Linked DNA regions of Mus musculus: region 2 is linked to region 1. A link is a contact called in public Hi-C data. All regions are on one chromosome and are shown on one strand. The core of a region is the stretch at or near the end of the contact, and the rest is flanking DNA. Distances in the headings are between cores, read along the strand shown. Region 1 overlaps Gm29483 (predicted gene 29483). Region 2 holds the start of Ankmy1 (ankyrin repeat and MYND domain containing 1).

The links. A called contact is a pair of places that touch in the nucleus more often than the background predicts.
Region 2: a Hi-C map of liver shows a contact between it and region 1, with 3 times the contacts expected there. The contact joins the promoter of Ankmy1 here to the enhancer-like site in region 1. A contact is called at or near these places in 6 of 39 promoter capture datasets (the 3T3-L1 cell line, hippocampal neurons, liver and 2 more), 4 of 484 Hi-C or Micro-C datasets (embryonic stem cells and liver), 4 of 115 datasets of contacts at active chromatin or transcription factors (bone marrow-derived macrophages and embryonic stem cells) and 3 of 9 other capture datasets (adipose tissue, liver and pancreatic islet).

Annotation. Positions count from the first base shown.
Region 1 is chr1:92,720,465-92,725,749 of GRCm38.p6, forward strand. All of the region lies in intron 2 of Gm29483 (predicted gene 29483), which reads right to left. Among named protein-coding and RNA genes, the nearest start is that of Gm29483, 7.6 kb to the right of the region's middle. Within about 2 kb of position 3,852, at least 9 of the 459 cell types and tissues checked have an H3K27ac peak or open chromatin away from gene starts, as enhancers often do. A contact at or near this core is called in liver, where this site is marked.
Region 2 is chr1:92,899,847-92,905,069 of GRCm38.p6, forward strand. It overlaps Ankmy1 (ankyrin repeat and MYND domain containing 1), which reads right to left and starts at 3,060. Exons shown (of 18, transcript NM_001347091.1): 1 at 2,984-3,060; 2 at 2,598-2,754. The coding sequence starts at 2,737.

The sequences.
Region 1 (5,285 bases), core at 2,602-5,101:
AGAAAGGGCCTGGACCACGGGAGGAAAAGGAGTATGGAAAGGGGGGGGGGGACGAGGCTGAGGGGAGGGGGAAAGGGAAGGAGGAGAAGGAGAGAAGCCTTGTGCCATCCATGCCAAGCTCTTCTCTAGGCGAAGGGCAGAAGGCATCCTAGCCGGGGCCCCACAGTCGGCCCCTTCTGGAAAGCATGGAGAGATTCGTTCTATTTTTGCTCTCTGACAACACAACAGAAGCAGTGCTGTGACTTATCTCCGACACAGAGAGAGCTTTGTGTCCCTGGCTCCACTGCCCCAGCCCCCACCCCTAGTCCCAACTGAAGACAAGAGTGGGGCAAGCCAGGAGCACCATCTGTCTGAGTCAGCTCCTCCCAGGACGAGGACGCCAGAGTCGGATCTTCCAACCTGACCTGGGACATCATCCCTGATTGCTCCCACAAACCCACACAGGTCTCCCTTGCTTCGGGTACCCTAACCCACGCCTACTAGTGCTCTCTCAGGTCTTCCCAGTCTCTCGAATGCTTTGAGGTTTGAGGTGTACATTTGCCCCAGGTGAAAACACTCCAGCATCTCCAGGGTAGGCCTGTACCTCATCCTGAGACCTGAGAGAAGGGGCTTTGCCAGATAATGTCAACACTGAAATGAGAGCTTTCAGGAAGGGTAAAGATTAAGGGACCCTGCAGAATAGGTGAGTTACCACTGTGGGACTCTGGCTCAGTGAGGACAGCTGTCTTCTTGTAACCAGCAAGAAGCCTGGAGGACTGCATGCTTGCGACTCCCCATACTAAGAGAGTTGCAGGTATCGATGGCCCAGCTATATCACCGCAGCCAGGCAGGGCCGTGCCCTGCGGCTTGTGATAGCTCCAAGAGCTGATCTCCGGCTGAGCTGCTTCTCTTCTGGCAGGATGATCACTTGCTTCCCTGGTCCTGACTCACACACTCTTCCAGTGCCCATCACTGCCCATTGACTTTGCCTCTTTTTGCACCGTGTTAAAAATCGACTCTCTGGACAGAGTTGTTTGCGCCTGGCTTCTGTCACTTGCCCCCACGCCTTGGGTGTTTCTCATGGTGCTGCAAGCTCCTTCTCAGGATTGCACAGTGTTCCGTCGTGTGAAGAGACCACCTGTTTATTTGTCCAGTCCCCACTTCAAGGGTATGGGAGCTGCTTTCTGGCTCTGAAGTTTTTATCCTCAAAGCTATTCTAAGCATTTGTCCGCATCTTTTTCTGCATACTTGCTTTCTTTTCCCTCTGTACATCTGTAGGAGAAGAATCATTCGGTCCGGAAAGATCAGAGGTGTATTGTAACTTCATGAAAAATAAACTGATCCAAGCTGCAACCCTGCAGCTCCCATATTCTTACACTCCCTTCCAGTTTGAGCTACCCTCCTCCGACATCCCTGGAGTGAACTGCCCTACCCTTCTGTGTGGGTGTTGCTGTGGTGTGAACCCAATGCCCCTCAGCACTAACCTCCTTCCTTCCCATCTGTGTTAGGCTGCGTACTGATGCCCTAACCCCTACTACTGGTTTTGTATATTCAAAGCTCATCATCAGAGAATGAAGCTGATGCCAGTCGTGAGACCATTTATCTGATGCCATTATTTTTATTTCCTCAAGTTGCTGGAACCAAAAACTAATCTATGACTTTCTAAGGAGTGCTGAGGGGGACTCTCTTAGCTAGGGTTATTATTACTGTAATGAAACACCATGACCAAAAGCAACTTGGGATGGGAAGGGTTTATTTGGCTTATGTATCCCGAATTACAGTCCAGCAGCTAAGACATGTACTCAAATACAGCAGGAACCTGGAGGCAGGAGCTGATGCAGAGACCACTGAGGAGTGCTGCTCCCTGCCTTGCGCCCCGTGGCTTGCTTAACCTGCTTTCTCATAGAACCTGGGACCGCCTGCCCAGGATTAACACCACTCACAATGAATGGGCTAGGTGCATCTACATCACCGCTGATTAAGAAAGAAAATGCCCCGTGACCTGGTTTTATGGAGGTATTCTTTCAACTGAGGGTCTCTTCTCTCAGTTTACTGTAGATTGTGTCACGCAGAAATGAAACTAGCTAGCGCAGGGAGATGCCCCTCAACAGAGGAATGGATACAGAAAATGTGGTACATCTACACAATGGAGTACTACTCAGCTATTAAAAAGAATGAATTTATGAAATTCCTGGCCAAATGGATGGACCTGGAGGGCATCATCCTGAGTGAGGTAACACATTCACAAAGGAACTCATACAATATGTACTCACTGATAAGTGGATATTAGCCCAAAACCTAGGATACCCAAGATATAAGATACAATTTCCTAAACACATGAAACTCAAGAAAAATGAAGACTGAAGTGTGGACACTATGCCCCTCCTTAGAAGTGGGAACAAAACACCCTTGGAAGGAGTTACAGAGACAAAGTTTGGAGCTGAGATGAAAGGATGGTCCATGTAGAGACTTCCATATCCAGGGATCCACCCCATAACCAGCATCCAAACGCTGACACCATTGCATACACTAGCAAGATTTTATCGAAAGGACCCAGATGTAGCTGTCTCTTGTGAGACTATGCCGGGGCCTAGCAAACACAGAAGTGGGAGTTTGAAAATAAACAAGATTTTAACTTTTAAAATTTGAGATTATAATGTAATTACAACATTCTTCCTCCGCCCCCACTTCCACACCTTCCCATATATTCCTCTCGGCTCTCCTTCAAATTCAGGGCCTCTTATTTTATTAGTTCTTATTGTATACATATATGTATATACATATGTTTCTAAGTATTACCTGTTCAGATCATATGTGTTACCTGTATGCATGTTTTCAGGGCTGACCACTTGGCTCTGGACAGCCATTAGTGTGCTCTTCCCTGGGTAGGACCCCCTCTCCACTCCCAGCTTTCCTTGGTTGCCTGTAGTCTTTTGTGTAGGGTTGAGGCCCCCTGGGCTTTCCTTGTCCATTTTGGCATGTCCATTGGTATCGCCATCATTCAGCTCACGTTTCTGCAGTCACACTGATGAATCTAGCTTTGACATCCTTAGGAGTCACAACCCCACAGCAATCTTACAATCTTAGGAGACACAATCCCATAGAAATCTTAGTCTTCCCACTCCCTCTGCCATAATGGGCCCTGAGCCTTAGGTATGGTAGTGTTTTGTAGATGTATCCATCAGTACTGGGCTCCACAACTCTACATTTTGATTGGTTGTAGTTTTCTGTACTGGTTCTCTGTCTCTTGCAAAGAGAAGTTTCTTTGATGAGCGTTGAGGACTACACTTATCTGTGGTTATAAGAAGTGTTTATAGATTGTTGTTGGGACTATGCTGGTTTATTGAAGTAGTATGTGTAGATTCTTCTCCAATAACTGTGACTTCACTAGTATTGAGTAGTCAGGTTTCCAGTACAGGCATGACTTCCCTCTTGTTGACTGGATTATAAGTCCAATTAGAGATCTGTTGGTTATTTCCAAGGTATGTACAGAGAATAATCTATTCTTAAAAAGATTGTGGGCCTTTATGATATACAAACCCTTGTGTGAGGCATGGACATGAAGTTCTCTCTCTCTCTCTCTCTCTCTCTCTCTCTCTCTCTCTCCCTCCCTCTCTCTCTCTCTCTCACCACACACACACACACACACACACACACACACACACATACACACACCACACAATACACACCATGTAAGGGAAGGGCATGGGGCTTTGTCATACACAGACTCTGTGAGGGATAGACATGAGACTCTATCATACACAGACAATAATGTGAGGAGTGAGCTCGGGACTGTCACACAGACACTGTAAGCATGGACAGAGGACTTTGTGTCTCATGCAGAGTCTGGGTAGCTGCCCAGTTGTGACCTTGCACTTGGCATTCTGAATGAGAACTAGAGTGTCAGCAGTCCCTTATCTCATTCACTGCCCAGGTTTTGCCAACCTGAGTGCCTGGTTGATAAACTCCAGCTTTGAACTGTGAACAGAGCCATTGCCAGCTTGGTGATTGGAGCCGTGGCCAGTGGCTCCCTTTGCTGGCCCACTGCTTGCTGTCTCCTTGGGTCTCGATTGGGGCACCTCTCTCTTCTGCCCATGATCCTTAGCAATGGTCTCTTTCCCCATGACTCTCTCCTGTCTTTCCTTCCTTCAATTCTTTGGGAAGAATTTCATTTTAGAAATACCTCCCTCTATCCTTTTGTGAACTGACCCTGAAGCTCATTAGTTGGGCACACTTCCCTCTCCACACAGTGTTATGATGGCTCCTTCCTGGATTCTGGGGCCAATGGACTTTGGAGAATCTCTTAACACATTGTCACTTCAGGTTTCTCCAGCCATGAGACCAGAGGGTCAGGAAGTCCCGTCATCAGGAGGAGGGAACTGTTTTTGACTTGTGATAGAGCATTCCTGGTAGATACAGTGCCATGACAGACTCTGGTGCAGCCTGACCCCATTGCAATTCTCTGCACCCCAGAATCCCAATGACAGACGAGGCAGGCCTCCCAGCTCTGGTGACTCCACACCATGAACAAGATCATAGCAATCATTTTGTGCAGTGCCTCTCAAGGGTCACATGCTATTGCTGTGTGCAGGGCCTGATGGCTGGCCTTGGGTGGGAATCAGAAGTGACCACAGAAGGGATATAGAGGAGGAAGGCTAGCCAGCTTTAATAGGCTCTCTTACAATGACCCTGCCTGACAGGCCATATGCTGGGGACAACTGAGTGGAAACCCAGACTCCTGAGGAGGGAAGTGTGCATAGCCCAAGACTCCCCAGTGACTCACACCAGGGTTTATGTGTGACAGGGTCTGTGTGACAGAGCCCTGTGTCCATCCCTCATACCAGAGTCTGTCTGTGACAGAGCCCTGTGTCCATCCCTCACACCAGAGTCTGTCTGTGACAGTGCTGTGTGTCCATCCCTCACACCAGAGTCTGACAGTCCCATGTCCATTCCTCACACCAGAGTCTATATGTGACAGGGTCTATGTGTGACAGAGCCCCTGTGTCCATCACTCACACCAGAGTCTGTGTGTGACAGTCCCAAGTCTGTGATAATCTTTTTTAAAGATTGTTCTTTTTCAGCACCTCCATAAGCACTCCTCAACAAGGCATGATCCAGTTTACTGCCCCATCATATATATATACCTTGCAGCGTTAGTAGCCAGACAGATCACAAAAACAAAACAAAACAAACAAAAAAGCAAAAGCACATTCCTTTATAAAGACAAAACCACAAATCAAACTTCTGTGCCAATCAGACATTCAATAGTCATGTCTTAATAAACAGAATGATGGTGATTATACTCC
Region 2 (5,223 bases), core at 1,810-4,309, 180 kb after region 1:
CAGGGTTGCACAGGAAATGAGCCAAGAAGAAAGGGCACAAACTGACAACAGTAAATGCGCCCACCCCTGAGATAGGACCTGCCAGCCCCTCTAGCTATTTCCAGACGGATGTGCCCACAGTACAGTCCTCCCTTTTGAGCTGACAGGACCAGCCTCAGGCTGGGCAAGAAACAGACACTCGAATACACAGGTAGATCCAGGAAAGATCTGAGAACACCTGGAGGGGTAGCAAACTGACAGACAGATGGACAGCTGCAGAATGTGTGTATGGCACTAGGGAAAGGTGTGCCCGAGACAGGTTTGCCTCACTGTCGACCTTGTGTTGATCTCAGCCTAAACCCACTCCCCTGCCAGCCTCCTCTCAGCTCTCCCCGGGTGCTATGTACTGTTACCTTGGCTCTGGAGACCAACCCATTCCAAAGTCTGCCTGGCGGCTAGGCTGGCAGCACACAACGTGGCATCCCTCAGACCCTGTGAGGATTAGCCTTGGTTGTCAACCTAGCTACAGCTGGGGCCAACTAAAACCCAAGCAGTTGGGCACACCTGTGAAAGATTTTTCTAGATTGGATCGTCTGGGGAGAGAAGAGTCTCGATAAAGCCAGGCTGCACCATCTGGCTGCAGCCTATGAAAGAGGATGTGGGAGCAGGAAGCTTTGGCTTTTGCCTGCTTGTCCTCACTCTTGTGGGCAAGTTCATCTCTCCTGCTGCTGAGGCAGGCCTTCACTGTTGTTAGAACCTACTTATTTGGTATTACAACAAAGACGAAAGGTCAGCTGAAACATCCGACCTGTGGTCTCAACAACTACCAGATTCTTGCTCGGTTTTTCTTTCAGGAGACAGCAATTGTTGGACTACTCAGACCACAGCCTGTAGGTCACTTTAATATATCACATATATCAAATTTGTATATGAAGATGTGTATATATGTATATATAACATATTATATATGTGTTATAAATTATATATGACAGAATATAACATATATACTCTGTGAATTCTGTTCTGTTAAAAAAAAAAAAAAAGCCTGACTAACAAACCCCTGACCCAGCACACCAGTGAGATCTCGAGAGCCTGTAAAGGTGCATTGAACCTAAACTCAGCATCTACCCAATAGAGAAAGGCTCCCACTGTGAGGAGATGAAATATTTGGTATCCTACACCATCTTTATATCATTATACAGAAAGAAGCCAGGAAGGACAGGTATTCAAACTATCATGATAAGGTGGAAGGCACTGTTGTAGGCTGTTGTAAATTCTTCTCTTTTCCCCTGTCCAACAGGTCTTCCTGTGGCCCCAGCTGGTCTCAGACGTAATATGAAGCCTAGGGTAATCTTGAACATCAACCCTCCTGCCTCTGCCTCCCAGATGTGGAACTGCAGCCTCTCATTGCTATGACAGGCTTGTGCTGGCCTGGAGGGGTTGATCCCAGGGCTTTGGGCATGCTAGAAAAACACTACAACTGAGCCACATCCCCAGCCCTGAGTTGGAATCCTAATGCTGCAATCCTAAAAGCTAGTAGCTCAGAAATGTCCTTCGTATCTGAGGTGATTAGGTTGGGCCCTAGGCCAGGGTGACTAGTTCTCATGAGAAGGGCACCTTCTTTTGGGCATAGGGACACACAAATGGGAGATGAAACGCACAGACAGAGGGAGGTCAATACAAGTCAGGGAGAGATCTCTGAAAGAACATCAAGCCAGAGGCCCTTTGCTCTTGGGTTTCTGCCTCCAGCACTGTTTGAGGGTGGGGTCTGTATTGCACCATTTAACCTTGGCACTTTTTTTTTTTAAACAGAGATATTAACAAAGTGAGACCTGGCCTGAAGTTCCTGCCTCCCAACATGGCACAAGACCACTTGGCTACTTCTTGGAAAGGGCTATCAATAAGAGGAAAGAAAGGGAATGTTTTTCCTGGGGGGAAAAATGTGAATTCAATCAAGAAAATCGAACTATAACCAAGAGAGCTGGAAAGGCCAGTGTAGAGGCTTTAGAGATGAGCAGCTGGCACAGAAGGAAGGGCCCAGTCACCTGGCTCTGCCACTTCCAATTGCTCATCCTAACTGGATTCCTGGCTCCCTTTGTGATTTAGTTCCCTCATCTGTGAGAGAGACTGTGTGAGTCTGCTAGGCAGCTACCACAAACCACCTGGTTCTAGGAGCCGGAAGCCCAAGGTCCAGGTATCAGTGTGTTTGAGCTCATGAAGCCTTGCTTCCTAGAACCTTGTGAATGTGAGCTCCAGTTGGCAGAGAAAAGGTATAGAGAGAGAGAGAAAAAAAAAGCAGAGCTCTAGTCAACATGAACTTTGAGCAATGTAGTAGTCATAGCAGTAGCTGCAGCAGCAGTAGCAGTAATAATAGTAATATTGCACGCAGGGTCTCACTATACAGCCCTAGATGGTCTAGATTGCCCTATGTAGGCCAGGCTGGCCTTGAACTGATAGAGATCTGCCTCTGTCTCCCCAATGCCGTCATTAAAGTAGGATACCACCATACAAGGTTCCCTTTTTAGGGAATTTTTAAGGTCTGCCCTAATATTAAATTCCAGCGGATGCTTGGCCCCGTGGTACTGATTACACCTTCCTGCCCGCAAGTCCCCCTGCACCTTCTGAAGAAGGTGTAGCTCTTCACGGAATCCTGGCTCTCAGTGTCAAGAGACCGACCATTTTGCCCCTCCAGACCTCTGGAGCTTAAAGTTTTCGAGCCTTGAGAGTCCGTGGTAACAACGGAACGAATTTCTTCCATATCTCTCCTCTTCAAACCTAGAAATAAATCTGTGGTCACAATTCGCCCTCAGAACCGTGGACAGTGGCATCTGGGGGAACTGCCCGCAGCTTTTCTGATTATTCTAGTAGCCCCCTCTAGCTCCTGAGGGCTTACTAGCCTATGGGAGTTCGGGGAAAGGGGGGCGGGCGTTCCCTGGCCTTCCCAGGAGTGGTCGCCACTGTAAGGGTCGTCAAAACCATGTGGGATCTAGCCTCGGCCACTGACCTCAGGGTCACCTTCAGCAGACCGAAACCTTGGTCTAAATCACACCAAGTGTCTCAGAGTAATGGAGTAAATCCAGTACAGAAGTGCGTCACGTTGCCGTGGAGACGGCCACGCCCAGTTACAGCCAATCCTAGCCAAGTTGTGCTGACTCCTCCCTTCACTCCCCCCACCCCCATTCAGACCCGCCCCTGGACAAATCTGCAATTAGATAGCTGAGCTGCGATTGCCACGGGCCTGTCTCAGACACCACCAATCCCTGAGCTGGGAAAGCAGGCTCTGCCACCGCTAAAGCTCAAGTCCTTCTGTGGATGCTGGCTTAGCGTGTCGGACCCACGTTGAATTAGCCTCTGGACCAGAAGCTACCAGCACTCATGAGAGAAAGCTGTGGAAGACCCTGGAGCCAAGGCTTCGTTAAGGCCGTCTAATTGCCAAGTTCAGCTTTACCAGTGGGTGCAGCCTGGTCTTGGCAGAGGGGGAACCTCAAGGAGAGGGTCTTCCAGGACAGGGTTGCAAACAGGATGCACAGGAGTATAAGTCCAGAGGCACAGTGAATGGCTGGATACCAGTGTGCTGAGGCCCCATGGGCCTTAGGAGGAGATACAGATAGTGAGATTGGGCCAAAAGATATGATGTGCCAAAAATGGATTTATATTTATAAATGCATACACGGGCACTTAGCAGACAAAGATCAAGAAGCTATATTTCCACGGCTTGTCATACACATTTCCCAGGCACAGTGGGGAACCCATCCCTGCACTTAGGAAGCTGAGGCAGGAAAATCACTCCAAGTTAGAGGTCAGCCTGGACCAGAGTGAGACCTTGCATCATCCCAATGTCCCATCCTTCCCCAAAAGGAATGTTTTCATAATATGTTAACATTCGTTAAGAAAACCTAGGAACACTAGCTTTTGAAATTTTGGTGGATTGGTAAACTTGGCAGATTCCAGGGATTGATGACTGGAGACTGATCTCAGGCCAACTTGCTTTCAGCAAATTAGCAACTTTCCTTGCCAAAACGGGTGTCTGCAAACATGAAGGGGTTCACTGAGTCACTGCTGTTGCTATAGAAGTCAGTGAATCACTGGCTGGGAACGAGGCTTTTCTACTAAAACTGTTAAAGACTGAAAAGTTAACAAAGATCACTGGAAGTCACAAATTGGACCCGATTCTGACATTTGGAAGCAATGGTGAGTGTCTTAGTCAGGGTTTCAATTCCTGCACAAACAACATGACCAAGAAGCAAGTTGGGGAGGAAAGGGTTTATTCAGCTTACACTTCCACATTGCTGTTGATCACTAAAGGAAGTCAGGACTGGAACTCAAGCAGGTCAGGAAGCAGGAGCTGATGCAGAGGCCATGGAGGGATGTTCCTTACTGGCTTGCTTCCCCTGGCTTGCTCAGCCTGCTCTCTTATAGAACCAAAGACTACCAGCCCAGAGATGGTCCCACCCACAAGGAGACCTTCCCCCTTGATCACTAATTGAGAAAATGCCTTACAGCTGGATCTCGTGGAGGCATCTCCCCAACTGAAGCTCCTTTCTCTGTGATAACTCCAGCTTGTGTCAAGTTGACACAAAACTAGCCAATACAGTGAGAAAAGAGGAATTCCAAAAGGACTCTGCCTCAACTGCAAGGTGGTTTTATGGTTTCACAAAACTGGAGGACAAAAAATACAGGGTGCCACTGATGGCGTGTACCCATCAATTGGCCCAAGCCCAAAACTGTCGTCTGAAAAAGTACACAAATATATGTGGCATGTGCTAAGTGAAAAATTCCATTGTTTAAAGTGTGTGTGTGTGTTAACTCCTGTTCTGGCCCTTTGGTTTTAAATACCTTAAGACTAAATGATGCCTGAAAATGTCAGCACATATGGAGCTGTAGAAGAGTAAGGAACAGGCGGGCTTTCTGATGTCTGATTCAATCTGTCAAGTCAGCAGGCCTGAGAAACAGCACCTGTGGGCACTTCCCATATGCTGCATCCGTACTCAGGACTACTGAGTGCTATGAAGGACAATAGGGGCCTCAAAATCCAGGCTGAAGGTCGAAGGGCAGGGCTGTTCTACATAGAACTATTCTGTCCTGTGTGTCCTCTCAGGGGCTTAAACTGTTAACTGTCAACCCACAATAAGCCTGTGTAAGACAGCAACACATTATGCCAAGACCCCTTTTGTATTGTGGCAAAACAAAGCTCAGAAAAGGTTCATAAAGAGTTTATTCACTACTTGTATACTCCCAATACTT